Linked DNA regions of Mus musculus: region 2 is linked to region 1. Evidence: chromatin contacts called from public Hi-C data. All regions are on one chromosome and are shown on one strand. Each heading gives the region's core, a stretch centred on a gene start, on an enhancer-like site or on the middle of the called end of the contact. The rest is flanking DNA. Distances are from core to core; before and after follow the strand shown.

Region 1 (4,346 bases), core at 516-3,015:
AGCTCCAAACTTTGTCTCTGTAACTCCTTCCATGGGTATTTTGTTCCCTATTCTAAGGAGGAATTTAGTATCCACAAGTTGGTCTTCCTTCTTCTTGATTTTCTTGTGTTTTGCAAATTGTATCTTGGGTATTTTATGTTTCTGGGCTAATATCCACTTATCAGTGAGTGCATATCAAGTGACTTCTTTTGTGATTGGGTTGCCTCACTAAGGATGATATATCCTCCAGATACATCCATTGGGCACATCAGATCTCAAAGCAGAATCTATCCCATAAGATTGCATAGTGTGTGCAATGTTCTTTGAACACTGCTTGACTTGTTTAAATAATTTCAAGTCTCCAGATCCAGATGGAATAATATTTATGGGACATGAGCAATTTACAAAAAATTTTGTCAAATAAAGATTGATTTATTTTAATTTTATGTGTATAAGCACTTACTTGTGTGCATGTGCACGTGTGTGCACGCGCGCGCACACACACACACACACACACACACACACACACACACACACACAGTGTGCCTAGTGTTCATGGAGGCCAGAAAGGCATCTGCTGCAGGATTTTCTCTGTCCAATCACATTAGGGCACTGGGAGGCTTGTTTTTGGCCAATAGAAGGGAGGCAGAGCAAGGAGTTGGCAGAGAGAGAGGTCTCAGGAGGTGAGAGAGAACAAGAATGGAAGCCAATGTGATGTTATCAAAAGGTTAGAATAATTGGGTTAAAGCTTTATCATTATTATCATTTGGCTCTGAAATTATTGTATTGGCATCTTATAAATTGGGTTATTATTGATACATTAATCTGATTGGCTAATTAAGCATTAAGAGTCTTGATTCTACCGAGTAATTAGGTGTTGTGATGGCTAACCAGGGGTCTGTGGGGTGTTGTGTGAAAGTGAGAGGAACTCGGAGAATAGGGGGCATCCAAGAGATGGCCCGGTGGGAGCCAGGTGGCCTCACAGAGTCAGCGAGTTGGTGGGCTGAGAGACTGAGCAAGTGAGATAACCTGGTGCAGGGGCTAGCTCTAGAGAGTTGTTGGCAGTGGCAGGATTGAGTGTGTGGCCTGGCCCTGATGAGAGTTGGCAGGTTCATATTTTTTAATATTTCCTGCAACAGGCATCAGACTTGCAGAAGGGCTCTGGACTTACACACTACTGTGAACCAGCATGCAGGTGCTGGGAATCAAACTCATGCCCTCCGTGGAGCACCGGGTGTGCTTAACTGCCAAGCCATCTCTCCTAGAGGAATGGGTTTTAGGTTTAGATGCTTTTAAGAAGAAAGCCATTGGCACTGAATAGAAGACATGAGTGGAGATCAGCAGAGCTCTGAGAAGGGAGCAGAGGAGCAAGAGATCTCTGTGAGGGAAGGGGTCCTGAGGAATGGACACTCATGGCCACCAGGACAAAACTGCTTTTAGATACCTTAGAAAATGCATTTTGTTACACAGGCAATTGCCTGGCCCACCTAAGTAAGTGCAGTTTCGCTGGTGACCATGCCTCATAAATTGCTACCATCCCATCATCTGCCACTGCTGAGCAATTCTGTCTGAATAACCGAGGAATGTCCCGTCAACATGGCTGCAGGATGACATCTTCCTGACTGGGAAAGTTTTTATTGTTCGCCTCCCCTTGACGATCAGCTGCCAGATTCCTAGACCGACTTCCCACAGATGAGTTCTAGAAGCGAGTGCGAGAGGCACGGTGCCTTTTCATGGAAATCAATGGGGCCTTGACTTTAGGCCAAAATGGACTGGCAGGAGACTAACCACCTTTACTCCCTACAGGACAAAGGTCAAACGCTGTGTGACAAACAGCAAAAGGCTGTGGTCCCCAAGAGAAAGGAGGGACACAAATGAAGAGCCCAGAGAAATGTGCCGTGAAGGTTCCCCAGGTCCTGAGGAGCGGAGCGTGATGGGGCAGCACAGCCTGGGATCTTCACCATGGGGAGTCTGGCAGGGCCAGAGCTCAAGGTGATGAAGGCTTCTGGAGCAGAACTGAGAGGGTGGAGACAGCAGACGGGGAGACAGAAAGAGATCTGCACTTGGCTTTGTCTTTCTATTCTGTTAGTCACGCATCTGAAGAAACTAGCTATAGAGAACAAAGAGGCTCCAGAAATAAACTCCAGACTTATCCCCAAGGACCTGAGCACATTGTCTTTCCCTGGCGCCAATTCATTCTTGGGCTGCAGCACACTCTTGCTCGGAGCTGGAATCCCAGTTCACTTGTGGCCTCCCCAGGCCTAATGCTTTGACTGGACTCTGAATACCACTGCGATGTGCAGTTGCAGTGTATTAAAGTTTTTGTGCATGTGTGTCCCACCTCAGTAAGCGCGCTTCTCCTGAAGGCAGAGGCCATGCTGACTCTTTCCCAAGTGCGGCTATATAGCTCAGAACAAAAACAGTCCTTACTCGGGACTCTGCTTCTGCAACTTTGCCAACACCTCAAGTTATCATATTTAACTCTTCTCACAACACTTGAAAGAGGAACTGTAACGAGCCACTTATCGGTGAGGAAATATAAACAACAGAAGTTGCTGTTACTTAAAAGTTGCTGTTATGTGGCTTAGCTAAGTTATTTTGAGCTCAGGTATATCTACTCATGCAGTTTATGCTATTGGTTAGCATTTGTGAACTGGTTAAACATGCAGCGTTACGGTGTACGCAAACATACAAGTCTTCCTTATTGCCGGTGGCTCCTAGGATCTAGGATTCATTTTGGAAATCACGTACATTTACAACAGAAGCATTTGCCTAGACATTTCCCTCTAATTTGTGAAAGAAATCTTGAAATAGTCAGGTGAACATCCAAAGGCACCTGTACTTTGCCACGTGGCCCATTCAGAACCGAGGCGGGAGAAGTCACGCGGGGCCACGTGGCATCTTGACATTCCCACCCGTCCTGTTTGAGGTGCCATTGAAGTATCTCCTCCTCGGCTTACTTCACTTGCCTCACTCGAGACCCGCCTGACAGAGGAACGGCTTGCTTCACTCCAATAGCATCCGAGGGTCGAAATGAATGTAAAAACATCAGATTTCCCATGAGGCACTAGGTCTCGGTGTACAAGCAGGGGCCCCGGGCAAGCACTTAGGTAAGTGGTCTCAGTGGTCTGGCTTGTCCCTTGTGTGAGAGCTCTCAGGGTAGCAGGAGTGTGCGGGGTTAGAACGGATTTGTCTCAGTCTTAAATTCCTTAGCCAGAGAAGCACACCAGCATCCTTGGGCCTTACAAAATAAAATATAATACCAAACAAACAGAAAACCAAAATTCAAACACTCGAGGACATTCATCTGACCTTGCTCTTTCTGCAAACCACAGTGAGAAAAAGCAGGAAAATCACTTCCAAAATCTCTAGCTGTCCCCTCCTCCCCCAATCTCCAGGAGGTGGCAGTGAGCAGAATGTTCAGTGAATAAGGAAAATAAATAAATAAATAAATAAATAAACATTATTTTTCAAAATATATTTTTATAACACTAAGAGGCCATATTTTTAATTTCATGGGTTTTTTTTTTTTTTTTTTTGCTACAAAACATTGAGATATTCAGCAAATGATCATTGTAATCAACATTCAGGAATAATTAAGGCAACTGTGGTACTCTAGCTGTTTCTTTTAAATCCAATCCTGTGATCAGAAGGTACTGGCAGTGATTAGGTCTTAACCAGGACAGTATGTCTGTCCAGGGCTGAGCTATGAAGTGTGAGAGGCTCAGCGGTGCTCTGTCTGTCTGTGTTTCCATCTGAGGCTTCACCTTGGGCTTTAGTGATTACTCTGCCAGACTTCTGGCTGTGCTGAGATTAAAAAGAAAAAGGAAAGAAAACCAACATATTCTTCTAGGCTGTGTGTCACACACACACACAAAAATTGCACCAATTATCATGTTTGTGTTTTGTTGAATGGTTCTATTTAAATAGATTATATGCTAAGCAAGAGTATTTGTGAAATTCACAGCTCGGCGTTAACCTGGCTGTTCCCCAGAGCGCCCATCTGAGAAATAAGTAATTTCAACAGCATTCGCTCCCCAGAAAGGAGCCAGGGACTTGTATAAGGGAAACACTGAACAGTCTCACTCAGCCATTTTGAAGTGAGGAGGCATCTCCTTCCAGGCTCTTCCATCTGTCATGTTCCTCTCGCCCCAACATTTAGTTAGCACTTCCCGAACGCCATCTTCCCAGTGGTGAGGATACACAGGGAAGACGCTGGCTCCCTGTCAGTGATTACCTAGCTGTGGAAAGCCCCGAGAGACTACCCAGCTCCCCTGACCCCTCAGCTCCTGGCACTGTCCAGGAGCCACTAACACTCTCTTCTGTCGCTGCAGGTTTGTTTTGTTTTGTGAGTCAGGGTCTCATGT
Region 2 (4,346 bases), core at 1,178-3,677, 300 kb after region 1:
GGGTCCATGTCCTCAGCATCCCTGTGTAACATGTCACACCACTAGCATCAATACTGGCGAATCAAAGACACGTGGACGGCTTGGGCTCATTGACCGGCCGGCCGAGCCGAAACAAGTTCAGTGGGGATGGAGGGCCATTGAGACCAGTACCTACAGTTGACCTCTGGCCTCCGAACATGATGTGCAAATGTGCTGGGGCTTGCAGAAGACAGCATCTGCATCTTGCCACCTCTGATGTGCAAGTGGATCCATGTTTGCAGGAGTGTTTTTAAGTAGAGCTAAGGCTAGGTTAAGAAAATACACATGAGTAACATCATGCTATAAACGTAAAGAGGAAATGAGGAGACTTACTCAGTTCTGACTCCTAGTTGGAAGCTTTAGACTTTTAATGATCCACCCTGCCCTCGCTAAAGCATGTGTTAATGGCTGAACAAAACAGTGTCCTCTTTTACATAGTTCCTCCCTGGCCACTTACATTCTTCATGTGGGGTGACATAGGAGATGCCAGTGGGGTATGTATGTAGTAAGCCCTACTTATGGCCATACTGGGCTGAACTTGACATGGGTCCCCCACTTCAAGGATTTTACCCTCTCATGAGGAAGGTGAACCTCACTACCACATGTTAAGCTCAGTTAAATGAGCAAGGGTTCCAGTGTCATGGGACGGTGGCCAGAAGGGCTTCCCCATCAGCCCAAGCATCAGGACCCTGGAGCAGGAGATAGGAATCAGAATGGCATCTGGCACTGTCTAGGAGCTAGAACTATGAAGGACTGAATAGCTGTGATTAGATAGTATAAGCAGGAGGGAACAGAGAGTGGGCAGACATCATGGTTATGAAGGCCTTGGTTGTCATGGTTATGAAAGCCTTGGTTGCCCTGTAAGGAGCTGGGGAATGGACCCACAGGTTCTCCTGTTTGGACATTTGGTCCTGTTTTAGAAAGTGATAGAACCTTAGGGACAGGGGCCTAGCTGGGAGAAGTGGGCCAGAGGGAGATGGGCCAGGAGGGTATATAGTGCAGCCCACTTCCGACTGGCTTCTTGCTTCCTGGTCCGCTGGATTCATGCAGTCAGCTGCTGCACACGGCCATAGAACCACTGACCTCCCCACTGTGAAAAGCTGCATAAGCAATTTCCTGATTGAGTCACTGAGGAGTCATGTGGTAAGGTACCATGTTAGAAGCGCAGAAGAGACAGCCAAAGGTGAGGGGCTGAGGGGGCAGGCAGCTGTGGGGGCTTAGGCATTAAAAAGTCCACACAGGACGCCAACAGCTACCAGGAAATAAGGACTCAACAGGATAAGAGAGCTCAATGGAGCAGCTTCCTGAGCAAGCACTCATGGGAACCTCTCTGATGTGAGTGGGCTGTGGAATACTGTAGCATCTTCTTGAGAATATTTTAGGGTGGCAAGGTTGCACGTAAGGGCACTTGTTACTAAGTGAAATAAGACAGCCTTTTAAAATATATTTATATATTTATTTTTATAGATTATATATTTTTATTTATATAATATATATTTGTGTATTTTATATAATGTATATTTGATATATATTTAATTTTATGTGTATGAATTTTGTGCCTGCATGTATGTATATACACCATGTGTGTGCCTGATGCCAACAGAGGCTAGAGAGGAACATGTGTTAGATCCCCTGGAACTGGAGTTACAGGTGGTTTTAAGTTGCCAGGTGAACAGGGAGGGCTTCATGTTGCTTTTCTCGTCCCTGTTTTGGGCACGGGTACATATATGTGCCTTGGAGAGAGATAAGTTGTATTAAAAGACAGATCTGTGGGTGCGTCCTGTCCTCTGCAAAAGAGAAAGTGAGTCCTCGCCCATGTCAGATCACGTGGACTCATGAGACCACAGGTTGCACATTCTCACACATTCCGCACTGCACTCCATGTGGCCTGGCCCCTTCTTCAGTCTCCTGGCAACAGCACAGTGGTGGGGATGTAAGGAGAGGCCTGCCAGCAGCGGACTGAGGCCTGGCCCCTTCTCACCCACACCCCTCCCACTCTGACGCTTTGTCATCTCATTGGTGCAAGCAATCTGCCTATCCACAGAAGGTCCTGCTTGGCCTATGACCCTGTGGCCTTGCCTCACAGCCAGGGTCAGGAATCAGCATATTCAAAGATCTGATCTCTGCCTTTTCCTGCTTGCATATCTGACATGAATGTTAGACACAGACACTCAAGTTGGAGGTGGGTGAGTTTTTATTTCTCAATAGACTCACTTCAGAATTCACTCCCATTCCTAAGTTGGACTTCCATCTTTGGCACAGATACATGGGAAACACAATCTAATGAAAAGTAAGATTAAATACTCTTGTCCAAATAAAAGTCTAAGGTCATCTTCTCTGCCTCCTAAGAGCACCAATGCAAACTGCCAGACGGTAGTTTAGCCTGTGGTGACTCTCCATGTTTGCTGTTTGCCACAACTATGTGCATGCCTGATAGCCTCTCTCCTCAGCCTCTGTCAACCCTGTCAGGAAGCTCCTGACTGCTGTCTCACAGAGATTGCATATACGAAGAGCTGGGACTTGCCTGCATGGAGCTTGCAGGGAAAGACTGAGTCCGTGTGTCGTTTCCCCCACCCCCCACCCCCAGCCTGGATCTTCAACTTCCACAAGTCTCCAGTATGTTCACAGAGGCTCCTTCCCAGGACTTCCCACTACAGGGCAGCAAGGTTTCACTGCCTAGTCATCTGGTGCCCTCTACAGGAAGACACTTTGTTGGCTATGTTTCAACCTAAATGTCCCCAGGATTGTCTTTATGGGTCCAATGCTTCATCCTGTGGCTCTGTGAAGATTAGCTGTACTTGTAACCATCCTGGAAGGGCTGAAGATAGTCTAAGGACATGTCTGTGCTCCTTGCTTGGCTACTGGACTATTGAAGAAGTGGAAGAAATCGGAACTCCTCTCACCCCCAGAAATCTCAAGCTGGGAGAAAAGAATCCCTTAGAGCCCGGGCCAGCCAGCGGGGAAACTTTTCTTCTGAGAAAAAATTCACAGTTGTGTAGACCACCTTACAGAAAGGAGAACAAAGAGTCAGAGGCAGCTGCGCCACCCCTGGACCAGAGCTGCCTGTGTGTGCACAGCCTGCTACTGTATTTAAAACTTAACCTGAAATCAAGACCCTGGGGCTGCTAAAACCCTCTTCCCAGTGTGGTATATCAAGTGCACTCCCTTTTTCTGTTTCTCACAATTAGTCTGCCTGTCTTGATTGCTCACTCAAGACTAATAGCTGAACCTGGTTTGTCCTGACCTGACAGAGGCCAACTCCCTGAGTCCAAAGCATGATCATCCACAGATCCCATCATCCTAAAGTCTAACATGGCTTCATGCTCTAAATTTCACTTAAAAGTCTTTTCTTTTTAATTTATATATAAGAATCATATTGGGAGAAGTTCTGCTATGGGTGTAAGTATTCTAATTTTAATTTACATATCTTCAAAAACTCTTTCTGTATCCAATGTGTAGCCTTCTTGCTTTTTCTTTACCTGTATTGCAAGTTTTTATTTTTACTTAGTTCCCTTGAGAGAAACATTGGACCTGGAGCTCCACAGGACCTATCTATGCACGCATGTTCACAAACACATGTACATAAACAAGGGCTCTCAAACGTGCACACACACACACAAATAGAGCTGGGGTACAAACACCACCAGGCTCTAGGATGACTTCTGCTGTTGGCAGAGCCTTGAATGGTCAGCTGCTCCCCAGGGCTTTTTGCATAGGCATTTAGTTCCGATTCTCCCAGGTCTGAAAATGAGTCCCATTCTGAATATTCCCAAGGCACCCATCCCTACTGATATGTATTGTTGTTTTAAAGGTGTGTAGTTAGCTTAGCTTCCTGCTTCAGTATCATGCTCTCTGGTCCCATCTGTGACTCCATGGTACTTGCTACATCTTTACAGAGATCAGTTACTGTATACACAGACCTTCCATGAAAGACAGTATTTTGATCACATTTTAAAACACACAAACCCCCTGTTCTCTCCTCCTCATTCTTGATTTCTCTTAAAACTTGCCCAATCAACATGCCCTACACAGGAAGATGGTCTCTGGCCATGCCATCTTGTGACTGTAAAATGTCCCCTCTAGGCTCCTGTAGTTCAGTAAGGGGTTCCCTGGCTGGTGGAACTGCTTTGGAAGGCTGCAGAGATTTAGGGGGTGGAGCTTCACAGTAGGAAGTGGAGCGCTAGAAGAGAGCCATTAGGTTTTATACCTGGTTCTATTTCCTGTCCATTCTTTGCTTCTTGCTTGGGGTGCCACGTGACCAGTACCTCATACTCCTTCCCTACATGTGGGTCTCCCACTTTGATGAGCTGTATCCCTGACAACTGTAA

Evidence for each region. A called contact is a pair of places that touch in the nucleus more often than the background predicts.
Region 2: a contact with region 1 is called in a Hi-C map of liver, with 2.3 times the contacts expected there. The contact joins two enhancer-like sites. A contact is called at or near these places in 2 of 39 promoter capture datasets (cranial neural crest and embryonic stem cells), 1 of 15 datasets of contacts at CTCF or cohesin (the NIH/3T3 cell line), 3 of 484 Hi-C or Micro-C datasets (bone marrow-derived macrophages, liver and nephron progenitors) and 3 of 9 other capture datasets (adipose tissue, embryonic stem cells and pancreatic islet).

Annotation. Positions count from the first base shown.
Region 1 is chr6:145,521,061-145,525,406 of GRCm38.p6, forward strand. All of the region lies in intron 2 of Gm38475 (a long non-coding RNA gene), which reads right to left. Among named protein-coding and RNA genes, the nearest start is that of Gm15499, 80 kb to the left of the region's middle. Within about 2 kb of position 1,766, at least 12 of the 459 cell types and tissues checked have an H3K27ac peak or open chromatin away from gene starts, as enhancers often do. A contact at or near this core is called in liver, where this site is marked.
Region 2 is chr6:145,821,319-145,825,664 of GRCm38.p6, forward strand. No RefSeq gene overlaps it. Among named protein-coding and RNA genes, the nearest start is that of Gm38927, 19 kb to the right of the region's middle. Within about 2 kb of position 2,428, at least 35 of the 459 cell types and tissues checked have an H3K27ac peak or open chromatin away from gene starts, as enhancers often do. A contact at or near this core is called in liver, where this site is marked.